7 separate regions of the Mus musculus genome follow, and regions 1, 2, 3, 5, 6 and 7 are each linked to region 4. The links are chromatin contacts, called in public Hi-C and promoter capture Hi-C maps. All regions are on one chromosome and are shown on one strand. Each heading gives the region's core, a stretch centred on a gene start, on an enhancer-like site or on the middle of the called end of the contact. The rest is flanking DNA. Distances are from core to core; before and after follow the strand shown.

Region 1 (3,085 bases), core at 200-2,699, 1.6 Mb before region 4:
CTGACACCCTCACACAGACACATGCAGGCAAAACACCAATATGCATAAAAAGTAAATTATTAAAAAAATAAATATTTCACTAAGTGCTCCATTGAGAGTGCTGACACCAACTCCATCTCTAGAGCAGTAACCTCAGGATCACCTTGTCCCTCTCCTCTGCTGCATCTGAGTCTAGCACTCCTCCTTTCTTGAGTCTTCCTATTCTTTCATCATTTGCCCGAATTACTAAGTCTAATCTCTCTGCCTCACCTGACCTACCTCCAAAAATTCCTAACAAAATGCTGCCAGAGGTTACTGCACACATTAGACTTATTTTAAAAAAAAAATTAAAGATTTGTTTTATTTATATGAGTACAGTGTAGCTATCTTCAGACACACCAGAAGAGGGCATGTCAAGGTATGGATCTATGCCACATTTTTAACTCTAGTACTTATCAAATAACTAAAAAAGAAGTTATTGTTTAATAAGACAATTACCTTGACCAAGGTCCTACAGAGAAGTGATGCTCTTTGTGATTGCTGGGCTTATCTGTGAGATGTGGCTCTGCATTCAGACAGATTCACACTTTGGCCCCCAAAAAGAACATTTCTGAAATTAAAATAAAAACTGATAAAATGTCCCTTACATTATGCATCTCACCTGGGCCTTGTGTCATCTAATGAGTTACCTAGGTCAGGTTAGATCCACACACTACTGGGGGGAACGGCTTAACACTGATCCCCCCCCCCAACTTCCCTAGGGACTGTTCTCCTCCAGGGGCCAAATAGGCACTTGATCACATCCGCTGTGGGCGTACGGGAGGCTGTCCACACCGCAACGCCTGGTACGGCGGGGAGGGCGTCCGGGTGCCCATGCGGAAGCGACGCCAGGACAGAGGGTCGGATCCTTACCCGGGAGGCCTCCCTCGCCCCGAAGCTAAGGGTCCTCGCTGTACATCGTTGCCCAGGGCCGGCGGTGCTGATGCCAGAACAGCAGAGATCCGGGGGCGGGCCTCGCTTGCAGGAAACACCAAGCGCTGCCCGCCCTTGGTAGCAGCGGCAAGCCGCCGCTCTCACCAAACGCAGCTCTCCAGAAGGGTCACAGCAGGCGCCCGCTCCCGCAGGCCGCGCGCAAGTTCCCAACGGCAGTAAGCCGCGCGCCCCTCACCGCGCACGCGCTCTCCTCTCCTGCTCGTTCGCCCGCTCGCGGCTTGTCCGCGGCGCGTCTCACCCCGGCTAGGCCCGGCTGCAGCGCGCTAACCCACCTCCATGCCCCCCGCTAGAACAGCAGACGGAAGGGCAAGGCGACGCCCAACGCCCAACCCGCCGCTGCCGCGAGAGCGGACCCCGCCCTCAGCCCGCCCCCGCCAGAGCCGGCTTGTTGTGGTACACCAAGGGGGCGGACCATGGGGGCGGACGGGAGGTGGAAAGTGCAGCAGCGGGGAACAACCGGCCTGACCGCTGAGTGGCGTCACTTCCGGAACGAGGGGGGTAAGTCCGACCAATCAAGGACTCCCGTCCAAAGGAGCGGTAAATTAGCCGAGGAGCCTGTCCCCGCCCCTTTCCTCGTCCCGCCCCCTTTCTCACCCCGCCCCTTCCCCGACCCTCTTCGGGGAGATGCTTACCTGCTGGTTCCCTTTGGGCTCTTCCGCTCCCCAACGTCCGCGACGTCTGTCACGTTTCCGTCCGAAACCTAAACAATAAAATGTGTGCGTGATTCTGCAAGGGCGCCCCAAGTCGAGGGCTCTGCCCGTTTCCGACCCAGAACAGGCTCCGATAATGGAACACAGTCATGTCAGATTTCCCAAAGGACAGTTGGGTGGCCCAAAACCTCTCCTCCTCAAAAACGGAATTTAGGAAAAAAACAAATCACTTTACAAGCCCGGCAGCCTGTGGTCCCTGTACTCAGAAGGCTTAAAGCCAGCGCATCCAGGCCCAAAGGCCAGCCTCGTACAGAAAGCGATTTCGAGGCCTACATTACATTCACCAAAATTTTAAAATTAAAATAATTCTTTTTTTTAAAAAGGAAAGGGTGTGATGAGGTTTCAACTCCAGACCTGGAGGTCAGCGATTTGGAGGCCTAAATTAACCAAAAATTAAAAGTTAACATTCTTTCTTTTTCTTTTTTTTTTTTTCCTTTTTTTTTTTTTTTTAAAGGAAAGTGTGCAAGAAAGTAACTCAGGAGCACTCACCTGTCACACTGTAACACTGGGTTCCATTGCCAACGCCACAGAAAAGAACAAGGCTCTTAGAGGTGGCAGGTGGGTCAGAGACCTTCCTACCCTGGAGAACCTTAACGCAGAATGAGAAGCCAGCGCCTGAAGCACGAGGGTAAAGCTCTAAGGAACGTTCCAGAAAAGGGGGTGTGGTTTATAAGGCAGCAGATGACCGTTAGAGGGGCTTTAGCCAATCAGGAAGCGGCAGTTGAAGCTGACCGTTATTTTCTCCCCCCCCCCTTTTTTTTCATTTCGTCAAAGGTTTCTATCAAAATCAAAGTTGCAGAAAGTGGTTTCAAACTAGAAGCACTATATGTATGCATGGTTTTTAAAGTAACACATTTATGATAGTTTTTTTTTAAACAAGACTCTTGATAGCTAACTGAAATTTTCAGAAATGAGGGGAAATGATAGAAACTACCCGCAGTTCCTTGTCCCTGATGATACAGATCCTGGCAGAATTCGTAACCCAGATTTCAGACTTCAGCAATATACCATGCTTTATTCGTGAAAGGACATAAATGCTAAGTTACTCTTGAGTGTAAGAAACACAAGTCTGACGCTGGAGCGAGAGCTCAGCAGTTAGGAACACTTACTGATCTTCCAGAGGACCCAGAGTTAATTTTCTAGCGCCACATTGCAGTTCACATCTGTCTGAAACTTCGGTCCTAAGTGATGAGAACAGATGCCCTTCTCTGGGGCCGGCAATGGGTGCACATACAAGCAGGCAAAACACTCCTACACATAAAGATGAAATAAAAAGCAAATATATAATAATTACAAATAAGTATTACGTTACATTATATTTTTAGAATTATATAACATAAAATATAAATAATATATACACATGTGATTTGCTATAGAATAACTTAGGCCTGGATACCCTCCAA
Region 2 (2,993 bases), core at 67-2,566, 1.1 Mb after region 4:
ATCCTAGGGTTGGGGTTGCTGCTTCTTTTTAGGGACTTAAAGTTGAGTCTACCATGTGTTCAGAAAGAGTTTGGAAACCTGGCTCTCTAAAGATAAATGTTAGCTTTACAGAGTGACCCACAGTGCCACGTCAGAGGACATGAAGCTGGCCCTCAGTTCTCCCGGCTATGCTTGCGTGTCTGAGCGCTGGCCAGCTCCACCACACTCCCTCCTTCCCTGCCTCTGGGTTCGCCACTGACCAGGCGGCTTCGCAGGGGCACCGCCTTCTCACGCTCTCTGGAGTACAGGTGAGGGAGCCAGGCCTGGTCACTTCCCCGATGACAGCACCCACCTTTTCCGGAGAGCCTCTGCTCCGACAGACAGACCTGCTGACATCCCTGGTCTAAGTCCAGCGTTCCGCCGTGGGCTTTAGGCCGCGCCCTGCCGGGAGGAGTCGCAATGGAGTTTGAAGGACTTGGCCTCCAGGCTCTGGCTTCTCTCCTCTAGCAAAGGTTGGAGGGGAATGGGGGTGGTGGTGGTGAGAGTTCCTACTAGCACCAGGAAAGGCATTTGCTTAATCACGCGAACTGCGCCGGGCAGGCTCCAGCAAAGAGCCGTAGCCAAGCAACGGGTACAGCTCCGCGCACGCGCCTGTCCAGCCCGCAGAAGTCGACCGCCTAGCTACTCGAGCAGGGTGGCGCACGCGTAGTCGCCCCCGCCGGCAACCAAGAGAACCCAACGGAAAAATGGGGAGGGGGCAAGCGAGAGGGCCCGCTGGGGCTCTGGACTCAGCGGAACTTCTGGCTTTGGTTTTTCAAGACTGATTCTCCCCGGGGATCTGGATTGAAGAATCCTGTCCAGTCAAATCCTAGAACAGGAAGACTGTAGGACAGAACCAGCGTAACCAGGGCGACGTGAAGAGGCGGGGCCCGCGCTCCTGGCTCCGCAAGTGGGTGAGGGCGGGGCCACGGGGGTGGAGCTGTAAGTGACTGACGCAAGAGGGGCGGGCCTATGGGTGGGACGAAGAGATGAGGCGGCAAAAGACTGGAGACGAACGAAAGGCGGAGTCAAAAGGGACACTACGAAAGGCTCTTAAGGGGAATGGGCGGGGCAGCTCCTGGGGGGCGGAACAAAAGGATGAAGCAGTGCAAAACTGGACGGGAGAGGGGGCGGAGCCCAAGGGGGCGTGGTATGATTGACGCGCCGAAGACGTGTACGGAGCGCGGCCAAGAGGGCCGGGCAGGGGGGGCGGGGCAATGGGTGAAGCAGCGAAAGACTGGAAGAAGCAAGAGGAGGGGCAATTAAGGGGCGGGGCGCGCTGACGTCTCCTTCGGACACGTCGGCGGCGGCACCTGGAGCCGGATGTGCCAAGATGGCTGCGGCTGCTGCTGGGAACGCGCTAGTTCCCCCTACTGCCGCCGCCGTCGCCGGCTGGGTTTCAGTTCGCGGCGCCTGAGAAGCCAACCACAGCTCACAGGGTGAGGGCTGAGTGTATGGAGCACGGTGGAGGCCCGAGGGTGGGCGAGGCTGCGGAGGCCAAGCAGGCTCAGTGAGCATCGGGCCTAGCCCGGAGTGGCGAGCGCATTTAAAGAGACACAGTCAGGCCTGGGGAGAACGACAGTACCGGGCCGCCTGGTGCTGAGACACCGGACAGGTTACGGGCCGTGTCGCCTTGGTGGGTTGTCTAAGGGGCTCGTGGTTTCCCAGACCTGACGGGAGACAGATACCTGGTCAGGGCTTCGGGAACTGGTTGGCCGCTGGGGAAGGTGTGTTAACATGGCCAGACTGTGACACCTCCGAGGAAGCCCGCAACTCATTTAAAACGAAGAAAGTGCAGGAAATTGCCAAGCTTGACTTTTGCTGGGTTCTGAAGATATTTGATTCTCGTTGGCTCGAAGACTTCCTCAGAAGTTGATGATCATGGGACACATTTTCATTTGAAACAGGGAGTAGCAGCGTTTATTTGTAATCTCTTGGCCGGCGGAGCAGGATGTCGCAAGGGAGGTCGTGATTTGTTTTTTACCAAGGTGTAGAAAAATGTCGGCTTGGCTGTGGAGCGTCCTGTAGATAACTCTGGCTGTTGTGCTTACACAGGTTTTTAAATGGCATGTAGGATGGTCGCGCACTGAAGGAAAGATTTCCTTTCAAAAGTGTTGACTAGAGGCGTTTTCCATTCTGAGTTTGGCAGTAAGAAACAGCAGACTCACAGATTACTGTTCCTTCAGGTCCTTTTGCAAGGTGCAGCACAGTGCAGCTTCCTTACACGTTGTCCACGTTCCCTTCCTAGGGTTTCAGTGCTCATGTCTTGCAGATTTTGGTATCCCGTCTTGCTTTTATAAGCAAACATGAATGTCCATGTTTCCTGTGTGTCTTCCTCACATAGTGTATAGCTTTTTCTCTTCTGCAAATGCCTTCTTCAACATTTAAAGGGTTCCGGCTCAGATTTTGACTTAGAAGGGAGGTGTTTATCTTGTCTGTCTGATAAGAGTATCACAGACAGTCACCATGGGGGAGATTGTTGGCGAGTGGAGCTCACTAATGTTCTTGGGTTCCCCTGTGTTCTACAGTTTACAGCTGTTAAGGCTGGCAGTGAAAGGATCAGGGGATGTTTAAAATACCTCAGTCACATAGAGTCATACTTAAAATGTCTTGTGTAAGTATGTATAGAGATGTGAGGTAGTTGAGCTACAGAGCTGGGTTCATGAATAATGCATCTGAGATCAGTAGGTCTCACTGAAACAGGTGCTTTTTTGAAAAGTAGATAACTGGCTGAACAGAATAAAAGTGTCTATAATCCTGAGATAAGTAGTAGGCAGTTCATTATCTTTCTGTTGGTAAGTAAAGACGATTAAAAGAATAATGTTCAAGTTGCAAGATTATTTCACCTGAAACAGGCATATTGTGGAAAAGGTCTCTGTATAGGAGCTGTAGGTCTTTGTAGGGGATAGTGTTAGCTCATAAAACACCCATTAAAGTTGAGAAAATAATTTCAAATTTCTGCAAACAAAATAGTT
Region 3 (3,282 bases), core at 441-2,940, 1.5 Mb after region 4:
CTGAAACCATTCAACTAGCAAATGGATTCCTCAGAGCTGCAGAATACAAAGCCAGAACATCAGACCACCATCCCTGGCCCCCTTTCTTCTCTCTCCTATATTCTCAGGTTTGTCCTGTTACCTACCTGGCATTCCACCCCCCCCCCCCCGGCCCCATCCCAGTCCGGCCAAGTTCTGCTGTCCCACCACCTTTGGCCCCAAGTCTGAGCCTTGCTGGTTTTACACACCGGGGTTTAGATCAGCCTACCATAGCAGCCCAGTCTACTGCTCCTCGGACAGACACTAGGCTCACTTTTTACTCCTTTCTGCCCAAATGTCATTCTCTTCGGTCTCTCCATGGGTACCCAGCCCTAACCAATTTTTATTTCATTTTATTTTAAACAGGGTCTCACTATGTGGTTTTGGCTGACCTGGAACTCGATTAGAAACAGGGTGGCTCTGAAGTCACTGAGATGCACTTGCCTCTGCCTCCCAAGTGCTGGGTTCAAGATACTTGCCACATGAGGCCACTATCCATTTTTTGTTTGTTTTGTTTTTTGAGACAGGGTCTCATCTCCAGTAGCTGAAGCCGGCCTTGAATTTCATCTAGATCCTCCTGCCTCCAGTCTCCCCACTGCAGGGATTACAATCATGGGATACCATGCCCAGGCTCATCCGCGGCTCTTTCTGACTACATCATACATGCACTTGGACTTGAGGGACAGCTACCTGTACAACATCCACTCTACACACTGCCTTCTTCATACATAGGGCGGCTCTGGCAATGACAGAAGTTAAACACCTTGAAGTTTGCAGATGATGGTTAGTAAGGTCACCCACGCCCGGGCCGGAGGGTTCCTGAGCCTTCCCAGGGGCTGGTGCGCACACAGTCCGCTCTTCAGTGACATCTTTCTCCTTCCGCACCCAGTTTTCAAAAATATACTATTGCTCCTTTCAAGCACTAAAATGCAGGTCACACGCGACGATGGTCCTAGGCTGGCATCCATTTCCCTTAGATGCCAAAACTGGTTGAGAGATCTGATAGTGCCCACCGAGGAGGAGGAGGAGGCGGAGCTCGCGGTTGCTCCGGACTCCCGAGAGCTGCGGGGATTGTTTCTCTGGGCTAATCTCAGGCGCAGTTCTCGAGCCGCACACACTCTGCGACGCCCACTTTCTGCCAGTCCGGGCGGAGACGTCTTGGCATCTCAGTCCACAGATGCAGCACCGGTGCAGACTCTAAGGGCGCTCAGTTCTCAGAGAGCTGGCCTTGCCAGAGGTAGAGGCGAACGTCTCTGCACACAGGACTGAGGCTCAATCAAGGCCAGAGATTAGTCTCTCAAGTTGCTAGGAAACAGGCTAGCCCTCAGAAGAGAATACTGCGCCTGCGCGGGATCCGGACAGGGGCGTGTCCACTGTGCCGGGGGGTGGGCGGGGAGGGGCCGGATGGACTAGCGTGTATGCAGCCTTGAGGACGAAGTAGAGGCGGGGCCGAGGGTGTGTCCATAGCTACTAAGGACACGGACTGGGCTAGGTTAGAGGGGCGTGCCTACTCTGCAGGACCAGGGCTGGGGGCGGGGCTGAGGGTGTACCCAGAGCATCTGAAGAAGGGGACAGGTACGGAGCCTTCAGGAGGAGGGCGGGGCGAGCGGGCGGTGTTACGGGCGGTGCCTACTGCGCTTGCGGAGAAAGGTGGGGCTGCGGGGGGCGGTAAGTGCGCCTGCGTGACGCGGCGGCGGCGCGTTAGCTCCCACCCGTTGGCCGCCGCCTCAGCTGCCGCTTCTCCTGGGCCGCGCACGCGCCTCCGCCACCGCCCCCGGCCCGTGCTCGCACCGCGCTTGCCCCGCGCCTGCCCCGCGCCTTCCTCGGCCGGCGCTTGCCCGCCGCCGCCTGCCCGGCCCGCTCGGCGCCTTCTCGGCCTCGGCTCGGCGCCCGCAGCATGCAGCAGCCTGGGTGGCGGCGGCGGCCGTGAAGTAAGGGCCGTGCGCCCGGGCGGGCGGCGCGGGAGGGCGGCGGCGTCTTTGTTGCGGCCGGGCTGCCGCGGCCTTTGTCTGCAGATGGTGGACGCGGGCGGTCGCTGTGCCGCCGAAGGCTGGAGGAGGATGGAGGCGCCCCCGGAGGGCGCCGACCTGGTGCCGCTGGACCGCTACGACGCGGCGCGGGCCAAGATCGCCGCCAACCTGCAGTGGATCTGTGCGAAGGCCTATGGCCTAGGTGGGCGGGCGCGGCGGGGTCCGGGGTCGGGGGATGGGATTACAGGGAGACGGACGGGGAATGAATCCGGTTCCAGGATGGTACTAGAGGGGAGCCGACGGGGAACGCACTGGTTTCGGATGCGACCGGGAGGTGTCGGACGGGTATAGGAGCCGGGGTATGGGACCAGAACTGGGGTCGGACTACGACGGGGGATGGGACCAGAGGGGAACGCGACGGCCGCAGAATGGGACCAGAGGGAGACCGACGGAAACGACCAGGTATGAGACCAGAGGGGTCAGAAAAGGGACTGACATGCTGGGGGATGAGAGCAGAGAGTTTCGGACGTTGGACAGACGGGGCAGGTTGGGACCAGAGGGGATCTGACGGGTCTTGGGGGGATGAGACGCACGGGAGGAGGTTGTAAGGTCTAGGGACAAGGAATGGAGACAGAGCCAAGATTGAGAATGAGGCCGGTGACAGGGCCAAGGCGCGCCTTCGCGTGGTGTCAGTTCAAGTCTTGCTGTTCTGGCGGCGGCCCAGGTGAGCGAGCGCTGAGGTAGCCCAGGGTCGGTCCAGGCATGGGACTGTGTTCGCGTGTCATCCATGCTCTCTGAGTCTCGGTGGGTGGAGGGTGCCTATCATGTGCAGTGTTATTCTCTGGCAATTGGACTGGTCCTCTAAGTCCAAGAAAGACTCTTACCTAAATAACCACTGCTTAGCTGTTCCTTACTGCATCAGGGTGACTAGAAGGCTGGATAGTTTGAGACTTAGTCTCAAACTAGAGTTCCAGCCAATCTGGTTTATATATTATGAAATTTGGTACTTAACAGAACAGAAGTTATTGGATACTCCAAAGATACATTATGTGTAATACAGATTGTATAGAAACCATCATCTCCTTTGGTTAATTCCTGTTGTAAAGAGCAAGGTAACCTTGTTTATGAAGCCTAATATGCTTAGTAGGATTAGGATTCTCTGATTTGGTGCTCTGGGAACATTGCAGACCAAATAGTGCTGGTAATGAGTTGGTTGGGAGGCTCTAGTATCAGGGCAGGTGTCTTGTTTTAGGCATAAAACTATGATAAATGAAGCATAAATTACCCTTGTGCT
Region 4 (3,309 bases), core at 360-2,859:
CTCAAGCTTGGTATGGTTGGTGTAACAGGCATAAATCAACTACCAGGCCTGACCTGGTGCTTATTCTTAATGCAACTATGGCCATGAGTTCCCATAGCAACCACTTTTGTGGACCATACAGGTAGCAACAGGAGCTGAGACTTAAGTAATGAAAAGGGCTAGAAAGTCTCTTTCAACCAGCATCTCATCTCCCTACTCCAGTGAAATGAAAGGCCAACAGTGTAGGGCAGATCTATCTCCAGTGTGGGAAGTCTCTAGGAACTAAGCTTCTTTTAGCATATAAAGAGATTCACCTAACAGCAGGTGGATGACCTTGCCAACAAGCACACCACCACCCAGCCCTGCCCATCACATCGTTAATAAGCTGGGTCTTTCAGGAAGACAAATATTAACATCTGAAGACACTAGTTGTAGCACCACCCACTTTAATTCCAGCTCTAAGGATGAAGAGCTCTAAGGATGTGGGCCCCAAACAACCAACCAAAAAACAAAAACAAAAACGGGGAAGAAAGAAAGAAAGAAAGAAAGAAAGAAAGAAAGAATATCAACATTAGCCAATCTGCCTCACAGCATTCAGGAGGCTCAGGAATTCAAAGCAGTTAAATGTGAGGCTAGCATCAACCTGAAACCGGCTCAAAGGAGACCACCACTTTCCAATTCCACAGGGTAGAGTCCAAGACAGAGCACTCAGGAAAGCAGGACTTGGGGAGGGCAGGTCTGGGAGGAAGCTGGGTTAAGCAGGATCCTCAGCAGGTGGTTTGGAGCTGGCCTCCACTGCCCACAAAGGAGGTAGGTAACCGGCAGCCGCAGCCGGGGCTTTACACTAGAGTGAGCCTGACTATGGAAGGGCAGCAGCCATCAGTCTCCCTCCAGTCAAATGTAGACTCCTGGTTTCCACCCTAGTACACAAGTATGGGAAGACAGAATGGTTCAGTCACTCAGGTGAGTGCAGTAGGTAACCCAACAAAGAACTCCAACCCATCCTCTCTGGGCTCCTAGATACCTAGGTACTAGTAGCCTTGGCTTCACACCACTGTGCGCTCAACTGCCCGGCTGTCCCGGACAATGTTCAGAAACCCTTGACCGGTCAGCCCTAGTCAGGTAGAAACTTGCGCTAGGACACAAATGAGGGTTGTGCCCGCAGCACGAGAGGCGCCAAGTGGCCAAGGAAACCTGCGCGACGCTGGCTGGGTGTCCCCGATGAGACAGAGAATTCCACTCCCAGTGACGCCAGTCTGAGGTGTGAGTCTCGAGAAGCTCGCAGGACTAAGGGTCTAGGGGCGTAGCAGGGGCCGCAGTGGAAGTAGCGGGCCGTGGCGGCCACAAGGGGCGGCGGGGTCGGGGCGCGGCCGCAAATGCGGCGTCCGGCCCGGCCCGAGGCCCTCGGAACACGTGCGGCGCTGTGGAGCCCGGAGCCCGAGGGCCCTCGTGGCCGCCGCTCGCCTCGCGCCCGCGGGACCGGGTTTCTCGCTTACCTGCCGGGGCCGCGGCGGCGGGGCCGGGCGCTCTGGCGTCGCGTCGGCTAGCCCTACGCGCGAGAGCAGACGATCTGCTGGACTAGGCGGCAGCGGCGCGGGAGGCGGGAGGGATTGCGCGTGCGCGAGGGGCGGGACAACGGGCGGCGACGAGGGTCAGAAAAACTAGAGGAGGCGGAGCGCCTTAAAGGGGCCGTCTGTGGTTCTCGCTTCCTATTTGACCGCTACTGGTGTTCGGTAACTGCAGACTGGAGCACTCTAGAATTAAAGATGGGTGAGAACGTGCTTAGGTGCCTCTCCTGTTATTCTAGGCTGTGTAGCCAAGCTAACAGTTACAATTTGCCTGTGCTGGCCCGTGCCTGCCCAGGACTGTTGGGAAACCTCTTGGTGCCACTGGTGGATGTCCACGAGGTCCGGAAGTCCGGAGCTCCTGCGGCCTCCCCAGCCTACCGCAAGGCGGGGGGCTTCCTGCCGCTGCAAACCACAGCTCAAATTGAACATACTTGCCTCTCTTCTACAGGGCCATAAGGAGGCTACGCTGTACCACCACCACCACCCCACACAGACACACTCCGAAAAAGGTCTTAGGAGCTACCGCTGCAGGGAGAGATCTACAGTAGTGTCCAGGGAAGGCAGGGCACTACTGTAGAGAAGGAAGCCTGCACGCTGACAAGAGAGGAGCTACCTGACTTAGAAGACAAACAAGAAAGAATGTGGACAGGAAAGGCAAGTGTCCCTAACACAGGGGCTCCAAGTCCTCCAGCTATGCATGCATCTGGAACGATGCAGTTGCACCTGAATGTAGGCTCAGGCAGTTCACATTCCAGGCAGCCACAGCATCCACTACAATCTGGCTCCTGTGTGGCTCTGGAGCTCCATTTTAAAGGCTTTATCTCATTTTCACAAGACAGCCCCTAGCAGGCTGGCCGGCCTGCAGTTAGCAAAGTTTTGACAGCCCTCTTTCCTGTTGGACCACCTCTACTCCTGTCACTAACGGGGAAAACACCCAGAGAGGAGGACACAGGGACAGAAGGAGAACCTGGAGCCAGGTCTGCACCTCTCACTTCACTGTCTAACTCACATGGTCTTAGACTCTTGGAGGTGGCTATGACCTGTGCAGCCTCATCTTCCAGTCTGGGAATATCAAATATAACGCGTGGGGAACCTGTGCAGAGGGAGGGACTAAGCAACTGAAGCTTGAGAATGGAGAGTGTGTGGTTGCCATAGCTACAAGAGTGTGAGAAGACTGACATTGGCCTGGAATCTCCTGCTAAAGGCACAGAAACAGTTCAGACGAATCTGTGTGTCTAACAGACCTATGCCAGGAGCCCTGGATGGAGTGGAGCATGGGATGGTAAGAATAACATCTCCGTATCTGCCTAGCTAACCGGACTGGAAACCAAACCTAATCCTCTGCCACCCACCTCTCAGATAACATTCAAACCTGTCCACCTCCATCCTCATCCCGGCTCTACCTAAGATGTGGCCTTTTCAAAATTCCAGCCAAAGGAATTGCTGAAAATCCAGGTAAAGTGTATGCATAGCATGCAAGAAGCCCTGGAGCCAATCCCCAACACTCATAAACCAAGTGCAACAGCACAAGTATTAGATAGTTAGAGGCAGAAATATTAGAACTTCAAGACCAGCATGGAAGGCTCAAAGGATAAGGGGTCCTGACCCAGAAGCCCCAGATTTCCAACTTTTACTCACACTGGATCTGTAGTAAGAATTTTGATATCTTTAAAAACACAGTTATGTAGGGCCGGGCGTAGTGGCGCACGCCTTTAATCCCAGCACTCGGGAAGCAGAGGCAGGCGGATTTCTGAGTTCGAGG
Region 5 (3,157 bases), core at 217-2,716, 1.3 Mb before region 4:
TATATATAAAAAAGTAGCAATTTTTATTCCCCTCCTTGAGAAGTATTGTCACTGAGAATGCAGGAGTTAAACTAAACAGTTGACTTTGGTGATTGAGGCCACAAAGAATAAGTAGAAGCAGTTCTTCCTCACATAGAACTTAGGCCCAACTCTGCCCTACTTGAGAACACTGGACAGCGTCACTGCTTCACACATGGGATGCTATGCTTGTCTGGATAAGAGATGTTTGTCCTTGATGTGAAGGACTATAAATGAATTCTGAAAGCCAAAAAATTTAGACCAAGAAGTAATTTAAATTTGTGAATTAAGCTGGATATGGTAGTGCATGCCTCCAATACATAAGAGGCAGAGGCAGGAAGATCTCTGAGTTTGAGGCTAGCCAGGGCTACGTAGTGAGACCCTCTCAAACACAAACACACACAAATGTGTAAGTTATATATGAAGAATTGAAATGACTAGCTCAAATTAGCAGTTAAGATGCCCTTTGAGATTTGGGTGAGTTAATTAACCAAATTACTAAATCTTGTAAACTGCCAGAAGAGGTAAAGCATAAATACATTAAAACCTGGGAAGGACATGAGTTATTAATAAAAGAAGTGGCTTAAGGGTTGGTGTATATATACCCCATGCCTATAAGGCAGTATGGTGTGTGTGTGGCCGGGGGGGGGGGGGGTCAGCAAATAATAAAATAGACATAGATTTTTTCAGACATTTTTCTTAGAGAATGTAATCTTAAACCAGGTCTGGAAGCACAGGCCTGTTGTCTAATCCAGCTATTCCAGAGGCTGAGGTAGGAGTAAGTATAGCAAATTCAAGACTGTCTGGACAGCTTACTGCCACCCTGTCATAGAATTAAACATTGAAAGAGACAGGTATGGAGTTCAGTGGTAGCAGTGCCTGCAAGGCCCCACATTCAGTCTCACCACCACCACCACCACTCTTAGTAAGGCCAAGAACAGCACCTATTTCTCCCATGCTGGGTCACTCACGGTTATCTCAGGTGCTACTAGGCCAGTCTGTCTTAGAGCCCTCAGAAGGGGAAGTAACTTTAACTCTGACAAAAGACTAAACTTTGTGGGCTGGAGGGAAGGGTCTGCAGTTATAAATACCTCCTGCTCTTCTAGAGGACCCAGGGTATTCTAGTGCCCACTTGGTGATTCACAGCCACTGTAGCTCCAGCTACAAGGGCTCCTCTGTGGGCACCTGCACACAAGTGGCACACATACAAACAAAATCTTAAAAAGAAATGTTTTTAAAGACTATACATTTCTATGTTTTTACAGACGTCACATTTTTCACTAGGGAGATTATGGATTTCCTTTTGAAAGCACCATAAGTAAAAACTATAAACTACTAAAACAGCCAAAACAAAGCAAGAAAGGAGAGCTTGATTTTTAGAGGTTTCTCCCTTGAGTAAAGTCCACCTTACTGGTTGAGGTCGCTGGATCTGTTTACTTTTCTTTGCTGTTAATACTGGTTGAAGGTGCAGGTTTTGAGCTCTTTGGGCAGCAGCTTAGCTGTAGAGGTATACCTCTACTATCCTGGCACAATCCTGTATTCATTGTGAGTAGCCTTCACTCCCAGAAACCCATATTCGCTCTTCACTCTGCACCTGTGATGTCTTACCAGGTCTTGATTGGACATATCTCCAAGAAGATGAACAAACAGACCTTCCCTGAGCGCTGCAGTCTGTGTAAGGAGATCTTACCATTCACAGATCGCAAGCAAGCTGTTTGTTCCAATGGGCACATCTGGCTCCGGTAAGCCTCCAGGGCTGCTCACCCTCATGGCTCAGTTTTGTGCAGCACGGAACCACCGGTCAGGGCCCTTCTGCTTGATGGGTACAACTGTCTGTGCTTGCTTGGACTGCCATTTGCCTTGCAGGGTTGAGGTCGTAGATTATACTTGTGTGCCTTTTTTGGCTATGTTTCATAGTAACAGGCATTGGAGAGGAGATGAGAGGGCATCAGAAAGAATAATCAGAATGCTCTGTGTGTGTGTGAAGTTGTCAGATGGCAAAAACAATAGTTTTCATAATGAAAGAATGCTGTCCTGTTAGTCTGGCCTTAGAGGTGACCTTGGTGAGCCCTCAATTTTGCTCCCTCCATGAGATGTGTCATCACCTTCTCCCAAGACACCATGCTTCCTACTTTTCCTCCAGCCTCTGACTTCATTTCTGGTTGTGCAGCTCCTATGTCATCTCCACAGTGCCTATCCTTAGGCCTAGCCTTTGGTCACACACGATTACTAAAGTGTTCTCTTACTACTGGTTGTACACAGATACACCTGCATCTGCTTCAGTCAAGACTTGCAAGTTAACTTCCTGCCTGCTTGGCATCTTTATTTAAGTGTTGCTGCGGGACTTCATGTGGAATCAAACCCTGACTTCATTTTTGCCTCCATAGCCCTCTCCCAGACCCTGACATTGTTCATGCACATGATGACAGCTATCGTCCACCTGGGCCTGCTGTTCCCATACTTCAGCCCTCAGTCAGTTCTCTGCAGTTGTAGTTATGACACTCAGTCTTTGTCTGCTCTTGTCACAGCAGTCCTCAGTACTCTCCACTAGGGCTGGGGTGTGGGTCTCTGAGAGCACACTTCTAGCATTTGCAAGGTACAGAACCAACAAAAGCTCTCCAAGAGCTAACCGTCTGATGGGAAAGCTAAAACTCTTTCAGAGACTTGCAGCCTCTCACAGCCTGTTCTTGCCTCTTCACGACCTCATGTCTGCTCTGAGCTCAGGAGAACTGGCCACCTGCTCAGGTCAGTATGGCCTCCTGCTGGCTGGCATCTGCAGGGACACAGTCGGTTTCCTAATGCTCCCTCAGCTTCTCTCACATATGCACGTGCTCCACCTAGTGCTAGGATTCCTTTGCTTTGCTGCTTTTTCCTTATAACCCATTTCATTCTTTTTGTTGTTTGTTTGTTTGATTGTTTTTTTAAAGGCTGGGTTTTCCTGAAGCTCAAGCTGGCCTTGAACTCAGAAAGCTCTGCCTGCTGAGTGCTGGGATCAAAGGCATGCATCACCACACAAGGCACTTTTATACCTTTGCCTAATACCCTTCCTTAGGACTAGGCACTTGTGTGAGCGCAGAAGTCTAAAGCAGTGTCTGCTACTACTCAGCAGAAATGTTAGATTTATCTAACTAAAGCAGGC
Region 6 (2,959 bases), core at 275-2,774, 1.5 Mb before region 4:
GTGTGTGTGTTCATGTGTGCCACAGCATTCTCGTGCAATTCGGGGGACAACTTGGAATGGGTGGGATCTCTTTTCACCATATGGGTCCTGAGAAACAAACTGGGTTGTCAGGCTTAGAGGCAGGTGCCTTCACACCCCGAGCCATCTCCCCGGCCTTATTTTCAGATATTCTTACTCAGTGAACCAAACCTGATGATCTTTTTCAGTTTCCCTCCATTTGATTCCAGAGTCAGACACTATTGATCTAATCCATATTTTTTTTTTCTTTCGAGGTGGGAGGAAGTGTCCAACAGGGAAACTGGCTTGGGACCACCCACTGAATTAGCATTGACCTCAAGCCTAAGAATGCATATTTCTATTGCAGTACGACTGTGTTAGTACCATATCCCAGAGAGAGAGAGAGAGAGAGAGAGAGAGAGAGAGAGAAGAAGAAGAAGAAGAAGAAGAAGAAGAAGAAGAAGAAGGAAGAAGGAAGAAGGAGGAGGAGGAAGAAGAAGAAGAAGAAGAAGAAGAAGAAGAAGAAGAAGAAAGGAAGGAAGAAGAAGGAGGAGGAGAAGGAGGAGGAGAAAGAAGAGGAGGAGGAGGAGGAAGAGAAGAAGAAGAGAAGAAGAAAAGAAGGAGAAAAGAAGAAGAAGAAAGGAAGGAAGAAGAAGGAGGAGGAGAAGGAGGAGGAGAAAGAAGAGGAGGAGGAGGAGGAAGAGAAGAAGAAGAGAAGAAGAAAAGAAGGAGAAAAGAAGAAGAGAAGAAAAGAAGGAGAAAAGAAGAAGAAAAGAAGAAGAGAAGAAGAAGAAAAGAAGGAGAAAAGAAGAGAAGAAGAAAAAAGGAGAAAAGAAGAAGAAAAGAAGGAGAAAAGAAGAAGAAAAGAAGAAAAGAAGAAGAAAAGGAGAAAAGAAGAAGAAAAGAAGAAGAAGGAGAAGGAGGAGGAGGAGGAGGAGGAGGAGGAGAAGAAGAAGAAGAAGAAGAAGAAGAAGAAGAAGAAGAAGGAAGAAGAAGAAGAAGAAGAAGAAGAAGAAGAAGAAGAAGAAGAAGAAGAAGAAGAAGAAGAAGAAGGAAGAAGAAGAAGAAGAAGAAGAAAAGATTCCCTTGGGAGGGAACTGTAACTAGAGTAGGGTAGTTAGAGGGTGGAAGCCAAGGATAAGTGATCCTCTAAAACCTCTTCTCTTTTAACACAACCTAGATTTGATTCTTGGGTTTTTCTATGTTGATTTGAGACAGGTCTAAAAGGTCTCTGTGGTTGCTAAGAATTTCTAGAAAGAAAACCGGAAGCTCTTGAGCTGTTGGCGTCTTGTCACCAAGGAGACGGGACGTTCCATTTTTCCGAAAGGGGTAGTGTAGACACTCTTCCCTCTCTCAGTCTGCTGCGAGGTGCCCAAATCACTCCGAAGAACTGGCGGGGTTTAAGCTTTGGACAGAGGCTCCGCAGGTGGGCGCGCTCTGCTCCGGAGCCTGCCTTGCCGCGAGGTGCACCCCAGGGTCCCCGTGGTGCAGCCCGGAGCGCGCGCTCGCTCGGGGCTGGAGTCCTCAGACAGCGCAGAACTCTGTGGGCTTTGCAGCCAAGGTCTAATCCCGGAGGCCCCTGGGATGCCTGATCCGGCGAAACCCGGGAAAGACCTCACGGCATGGAAAAAGAAGAAGCAGCCCGTGCATCGCACGGTCAGCCAGATCTGCCCGCCGCCCCGACGGCCGCTGACGGTGGTCGACATCCGTACGGGCATGGAGAACGAAAGGCTGGGGGTCGTGCGTGACTCCATGTTTCAGAACCCGCTCATCGTCAAGGTGAGCGCCTGGGCACGATCATCCCCTCCGCGGGCACCGACGCCGCCGATGGGTTCCAGCTGCTGAACTCTCGGGACCCGGGGCCCAGGGTTTGGGCGCAGTGTAGGAAACTTGCTCTGGGTGAAACAGGCCTCCTGGACCCTCTGCAGTCGTAGCCAGTCCAGGAACCTCAGTGTCCTCAAGTGGCACACGTTAGCGGGGTCTTTCCCCACTACTGGGAAAGACTATGGATAGGGCAATCTCTACCGGGCTCGTACCCACAGGGTGACAGACAGGTCTCAGGCACCCATCCATGCCCTTGCCACCCAAGATCCATCTTCCCCAGCACCTCTGGTCTACTATGCAGCAGGTGCTCTGGGACTGACTGTCGGGAAAGTATCACAACACCATCTTAAGTGTGCTGGGGGTGTGAGATTCAAAGCCCTCTAGGAGGCGTGGCTGGCACTTGCGTGGGAGCAGCGTTTATAGACAGATCACTTTCCCTTTCGGTGCTGGTCCTCCGCACTTTTGTCTGTTTTCCTGTCTGGCTAAAAACTACACTTGGGCCGGGCGTGGTGGGGCACGCCTTTAATCCCAGCACTTGGGAGGCAGAGGCAGGCGGATTTTTGAGTTCGATACCAGCCTGGTCTACAAAGTGAGCTCCAGGACAGCCAGGGCTATAGAAAAACCCTGTCTCGAAAAACAAAAACAAAAACAAAACCCAAAAAAAACCTACACGTGGCCGTGGCTCTGCCTCTTTAGGCGCCGGGAGACCGAAAAAGTAAAGTTGAAGTTTAGTGGCGCAAATTTATCTTGTGCCGCTAGAGGGCAGTGTGCTTCTAAAAATTGACCTCGGTTTCCAGGTTCCATAGAGGTATGGGCATGCTGATGGGTTCTTTGACTATAGGCAGACCTATATTGTTAGACCTTTCTGGGCTAATTAATGCTCCCAGGAGGACAGAAGCTAGATACAGGGAACCCATGAAGCAGCATCCTTAGCACTGGCCCCTCTGAGATGTTTCCACAGTGGAACAAGTTTTGCTTACTTCTTGGATTCCTGATCTTAGCAGGTACCTGGGACAGAGAGTTGGAATTCACTGCCTTAGGCCAAGGAGGAAATCAAGGCCTATCAGTGCCTATCAATGGGTGTCCTGATAAAATTCCAACAGTGCTTTTATCTATCTATCTATCTATCTATCTATCT
Region 7 (2,865 bases), core at 289-2,788, 1.1 Mb before region 4:
TGCGCTTCCCCAGCCTGTTTGAATGCAGATGACTCCAACTTGATCCTAAAGTTATAAATCAAAATATCTCAGAAGAGCATTAGTCTATTTTAGTACTTTTACAGCTTACAATACGTAAAGTGAAGTGCTAATTCCATATTCGTTTTCTTAAGTAAGGATTTCAGCCTTTTTTTTTTCAGTGAATACCACCGGTTTTATGGAAAAATACAAAATACTTTGTAACCAAATTTGGATTACCAAATACACCGTGCTGTAAGAAACAAAAGCTTAAGACATACAAACCAAATGCACCCTGTTCAAAATCTCTCACCACACACACACACACACACACACACACACACACACATATCCCTACCTTGGCCAAATGATTAACTACACTCACTTAATAATAGGCCACCTTTAATCAAATAACAGACAAATGGAACCAGTCGGACTTCAATTCCAGTGCTGTCTCAGAATAGGGGGGTGTGACCTTGGGCAAATTATTCCACTCTCTCCAGGCCTCAGTTTCTTCATTTAGAAAGGCTGCAGACTGCTTCTCCTTTGTCCAGAACCAAAGACAGGATGGCTACCAAGCACTTTCAATAGTGCTCGGTCACACAGGCACCCCCTATTCCCCCTCTCCAAAAAACAAAAAACAAAAAAAAAACAAAAAAAAAAACAAAAAAAAACGATAGTTGCGATTACTGGCCGACCACACTCCACGCCATCCCCACGTCTCTCTCATTCCAAATCCAACACGCGAGAAGCCAAACTCTTCTAACCCACAACACAAAGAAAGTGCTTGGGTTCTAAAAAAGGTGTCTGGGACCGCAGGCAGTGGGTCCTCCAGGTCCTCAAATGAATGAATGAGCGTTCAGCAGTGGCTGGGCAGGTAGCTGTCGCTAACGAGCACCTCTGCCGACTTGGAGGTAACTGTCTTCCAGCATCAATTAAACACCCACAAGTACACCCAGAGCCAAGCACTCGGCCGTGCACACTCTCCCCGAGACGGCGGGCGCCGGGCAGCCTCCAGTGCCCACAGGCGGCCTTCATTCATTCTCCACCCCCAGCCCCGGCGGCTGCAGTAGAGGCTCGAGCCGCGACCCCACCCCCGGGTCCCCGTGCCGGGCCCGGGGTCTCTGACCTGCGCGGCGCACCCCCGCGGGAGCCTGTCACCGCAGCAAGCGAGGGGGGCGGGTTAGCGGGGCCACCTCGGGCCCGGAGCTGCAGCCAGCCATGCCATCGGACGGAGCAGGCCCGCCTCAGCTCCCCGGGGCCCCAGCAGCCCAAGCCGAGCCCTGCCGGAGCCAGCGCGCGATGAGGGCGAGGAAGAAGCTCCCCGAACCCCCTTCCCCGGACCCCCGACTCGGCTAACGCGCTCCGCAGCGCCCCACAGCGTGAGGTCACGCTGCCAGAGCTGCCCCGAAAAGCCCACAAGGAAAAGAAGGGGAAACACCCCCCGTACTCACCCACCGTCTCCTCCCCCTCAGCTGTTTACCTCACAGTCCCTCCAGCCTACAGGGCGCCGCCATCTTGGACGCGCAGCACCTCCCCCTGGCGTGAAGCGTCTCGAGCGGCGGGGGCCTCCGCTATGAAAAAGAGTCCCTATTCGGGTCTCTACTACGCTCCGAGCCTAATGCCAGATGGCCAGAGTCTCAGCCTCTCCAGACAGGACAGGATATACCACTTATGACGATACAAGCTGGCCGAGATAAATAAAACCGAAAGAGATTTTAATGTGGAGGCGGGGACGGCGGAAGGATCGTGAAGGTGGGAGCCCACTGAGAGATCTTGTGACTCTGAAGGAGGCCGAAAGAAGTCCCGGCGCAGAGGGCGGAGCCACGAGACCGGCCGAGGGGTGGGGTGGGGAGGGGCGGCCACGTGATGGTGACAGGAGGCGCGCGCTCGGAACAAGCACAGTCAAAAACAAGCTGGCAGGGCTAGGCTCAGTGGAGAGCGCTGGCCCTTTCGAGCCAGGTCCCTCTGTCTTTGGCACACCTGCCACCTTTGGGGTCTCCCTGTAGGCGTTCCTATTTCCAAATGAGCCTCTGGGATCCCCTTGGATGGACAGCCTGTCAATTGCAGCAAAAAGGATGGGGCTTTCCCCCACCACCACTTTTTCCTTTGCAGAAGAGTCTGTGGAGTGACATGTAGAGGCCAGCCTTAGTCAGAGGATGCAGTTTATGTTGTAAAGTCAGAATACCTTGATTTACTTGCATGCCATGACAAGGTGTCAAGTCTTTTCAAACCTTGCCGGCTGTGGTGCAAAGCTTTTTAGAGGGATATCAGAATGTATATAGTTTTCATTTGCTGTTATTTTCCTTATTTGTATTATTTTTTTAATTAATTATGTATTTATTAAGGTTTTCCAAGACAAAGTTTCTCTTTATGCTTTGCCCATCCTGGAACTTGCTCTGTAGCCCAGGCTGGCCTGGAAGTCAAGAGAGTCTTCTGCCTCTGCCTAGCTTTAAAGGTGCTAGCTTTAAAGGTGTTCACCGCCGCAGCTGCCCCAGCAGCCGCCGCCACAACCACCACCACCACCTGGCATTGTGTATTTTTTGTTTTGGTTTGTTGTTGCTGTATTTTGTTGTTTTTTGGTTTGGGTTGGAGTTTGGGGTTTTATTATACTTAAACTTATATAATAAGACCCAGTGAAAGATGATAAGCGGAAGCTAGAGAAATGGCCTTGCCGTTAAGAGCATTTGTTGCTCTTACAGAGGACCAGGGTTAGGTTCCCAGAACCCAAATGGCAGCAGCTCCCAACTACCTATAACTCCAGTTCGAGGAGATGGCGCCCTCGCCTGGCCTTCTTGGGAACTAGGACTTCTCTCCTAAGCATACATCCAGGAGGCTCTCCTTGTCCTTAAGATAATTGAGTTTGTG

Evidence for each region. Promoter capture Hi-C pulls out the DNA fragments that hold promoters and counts their contacts. A called contact is a pair of places that touch in the nucleus more often than the background predicts.
Region 1: a promoter capture Hi-C map of pre-B cells shows a contact between it and region 4, with 4 times the contacts expected there. The contact joins the promoter of Setx here to the promoter of Wdr5 in region 4. A contact is called at or near these places in 5 of 39 promoter capture datasets (embryonic stem cells, fetal liver, hippocampal neurons and 2 more) and 2 of 115 datasets of contacts at active chromatin or transcription factors (embryonic stem cells and pancreatic cancer cells).
Region 2: a contact with region 4 is called in a Hi-C map of B cells, with 6 read pairs. The contact joins the promoter of Sec16a here to the promoter of Wdr5 in region 4. A contact is called at or near these places in 2 of 39 promoter capture datasets (liver and pre-B cells), 2 of 484 Hi-C or Micro-C datasets (B cells and embryonic stem cells) and 1 of 115 datasets of contacts at active chromatin or transcription factors (pancreatic cancer cells).
Region 3: a contact with region 4 is called in a Hi-C map of B cells, with 6 read pairs. The contact joins the promoter of Camsap1 here to the promoter of Wdr5 in region 4. A contact is called at or near these places in 2 of 39 promoter capture datasets (the HPC-7 cell line and liver), 1 of 484 Hi-C or Micro-C datasets (B cells) and 1 of 9 other capture datasets (liver).
Region 5: a contact with region 4 is called in a promoter capture Hi-C map of liver, with 2.8 times the contacts expected there. The contact joins the enhancer-like site here to the promoter of Wdr5 in region 4.
Region 6: a promoter capture Hi-C map of liver shows a contact between it and region 4, with 4 times the contacts expected there. The contact joins the promoter of Cfap77 here to the promoter of Wdr5 in region 4. A contact is called at or near these places in 5 of 39 promoter capture datasets (cranial neural crest, hippocampal neurons, liver and 1 more) and 2 of 9 other capture datasets (adipose tissue and pancreatic islet).
Region 7: a contact with region 4 is called in a promoter capture Hi-C map of hippocampal neurons, with 3 times the contacts expected there. The contact joins the promoter of Tsc1 here to the promoter of Wdr5 in region 4. A contact is called at or near these places in 6 of 39 promoter capture datasets (erythroid cells, fetal liver, hematopoietic stem and progenitor cells and 2 more), 1 of 484 Hi-C or Micro-C datasets (embryonic stem cells), 2 of 115 datasets of contacts at active chromatin or transcription factors (embryonic forebrain and extraembryonic endoderm stem cells) and 1 of 9 other capture datasets (adipose tissue).

Annotation. Positions count from the first base shown.
Region 1 is chr2:29,123,356-29,126,440 of GRCm38.p6, reverse strand. It overlaps Setx (senataxin), which reads right to left and starts at 1,449. Exons shown (of 26, transcript NM_198033.2): 1 at 892-1,449; 2 at 478-589.
Region 2 is chr2:26,443,539-26,446,531 of GRCm38.p6, reverse strand. It overlaps Sec16a (SEC16 homolog A, endoplasmic reticulum export factor), which reads left to right and starts at 1,316. Exons shown (of 30, transcript NM_153125.2): 1 at 1,316-1,457. It overlaps 0610009E02Rik (RIKEN cDNA 0610009E02 gene), which reads right to left and starts at 608. Exons shown (of 3, transcript NR_152209.1): 1 at 332-608.
Region 3 is chr2:25,981,690-25,984,971 of GRCm38.p6, reverse strand. It overlaps Camsap1 (calmodulin regulated spectrin-associated protein 1), which reads left to right and starts at 1,690. Exons shown (of 18, transcript NM_001372499.1): 1 at 1,690-2,190. The coding sequence starts at 2,034.
Region 4 is chr2:27,513,447-27,516,755 of GRCm38.p6, reverse strand. It overlaps Wdr5 (WD repeat domain 5), which reads right to left and starts at 1,609. Exons shown (of 14, transcript NM_080848.2): 1 at 1,476-1,609.
Region 5 is chr2:28,829,105-28,832,261 of GRCm38.p6, reverse strand. It overlaps Gtf3c4 (general transcription factor IIIC, polypeptide 4), which reads left to right. Exons shown (of 5, transcript NM_172977.3): 3 at 1,630-1,760. Among named protein-coding and RNA genes, the nearest start is that of Gtf3c4, 9.7 kb to the left of the region's middle. Within about 2 kb of position 1,466, at least 9 of the 459 cell types and tissues checked have an H3K27ac peak or open chromatin away from gene starts, as enhancers often do. A contact at or near this core is called in liver, where this site is marked.
Region 6 is chr2:29,053,631-29,056,589 of GRCm38.p6, reverse strand. It overlaps Cfap77 (cilia and flagella associated protein 77), which reads left to right and starts at 1,524. Exons shown (of 6, transcript NM_001166705.1): 1 at 1,524-1,776. The coding sequence starts at 1,582.
Region 7 is chr2:28,639,906-28,642,770 of GRCm38.p6, reverse strand. Tsc1 (TSC complex subunit 1) reads right to left here and starts at 1,538. Exons shown (of 23, transcript NM_022887.4): 1 at 1,481-1,538.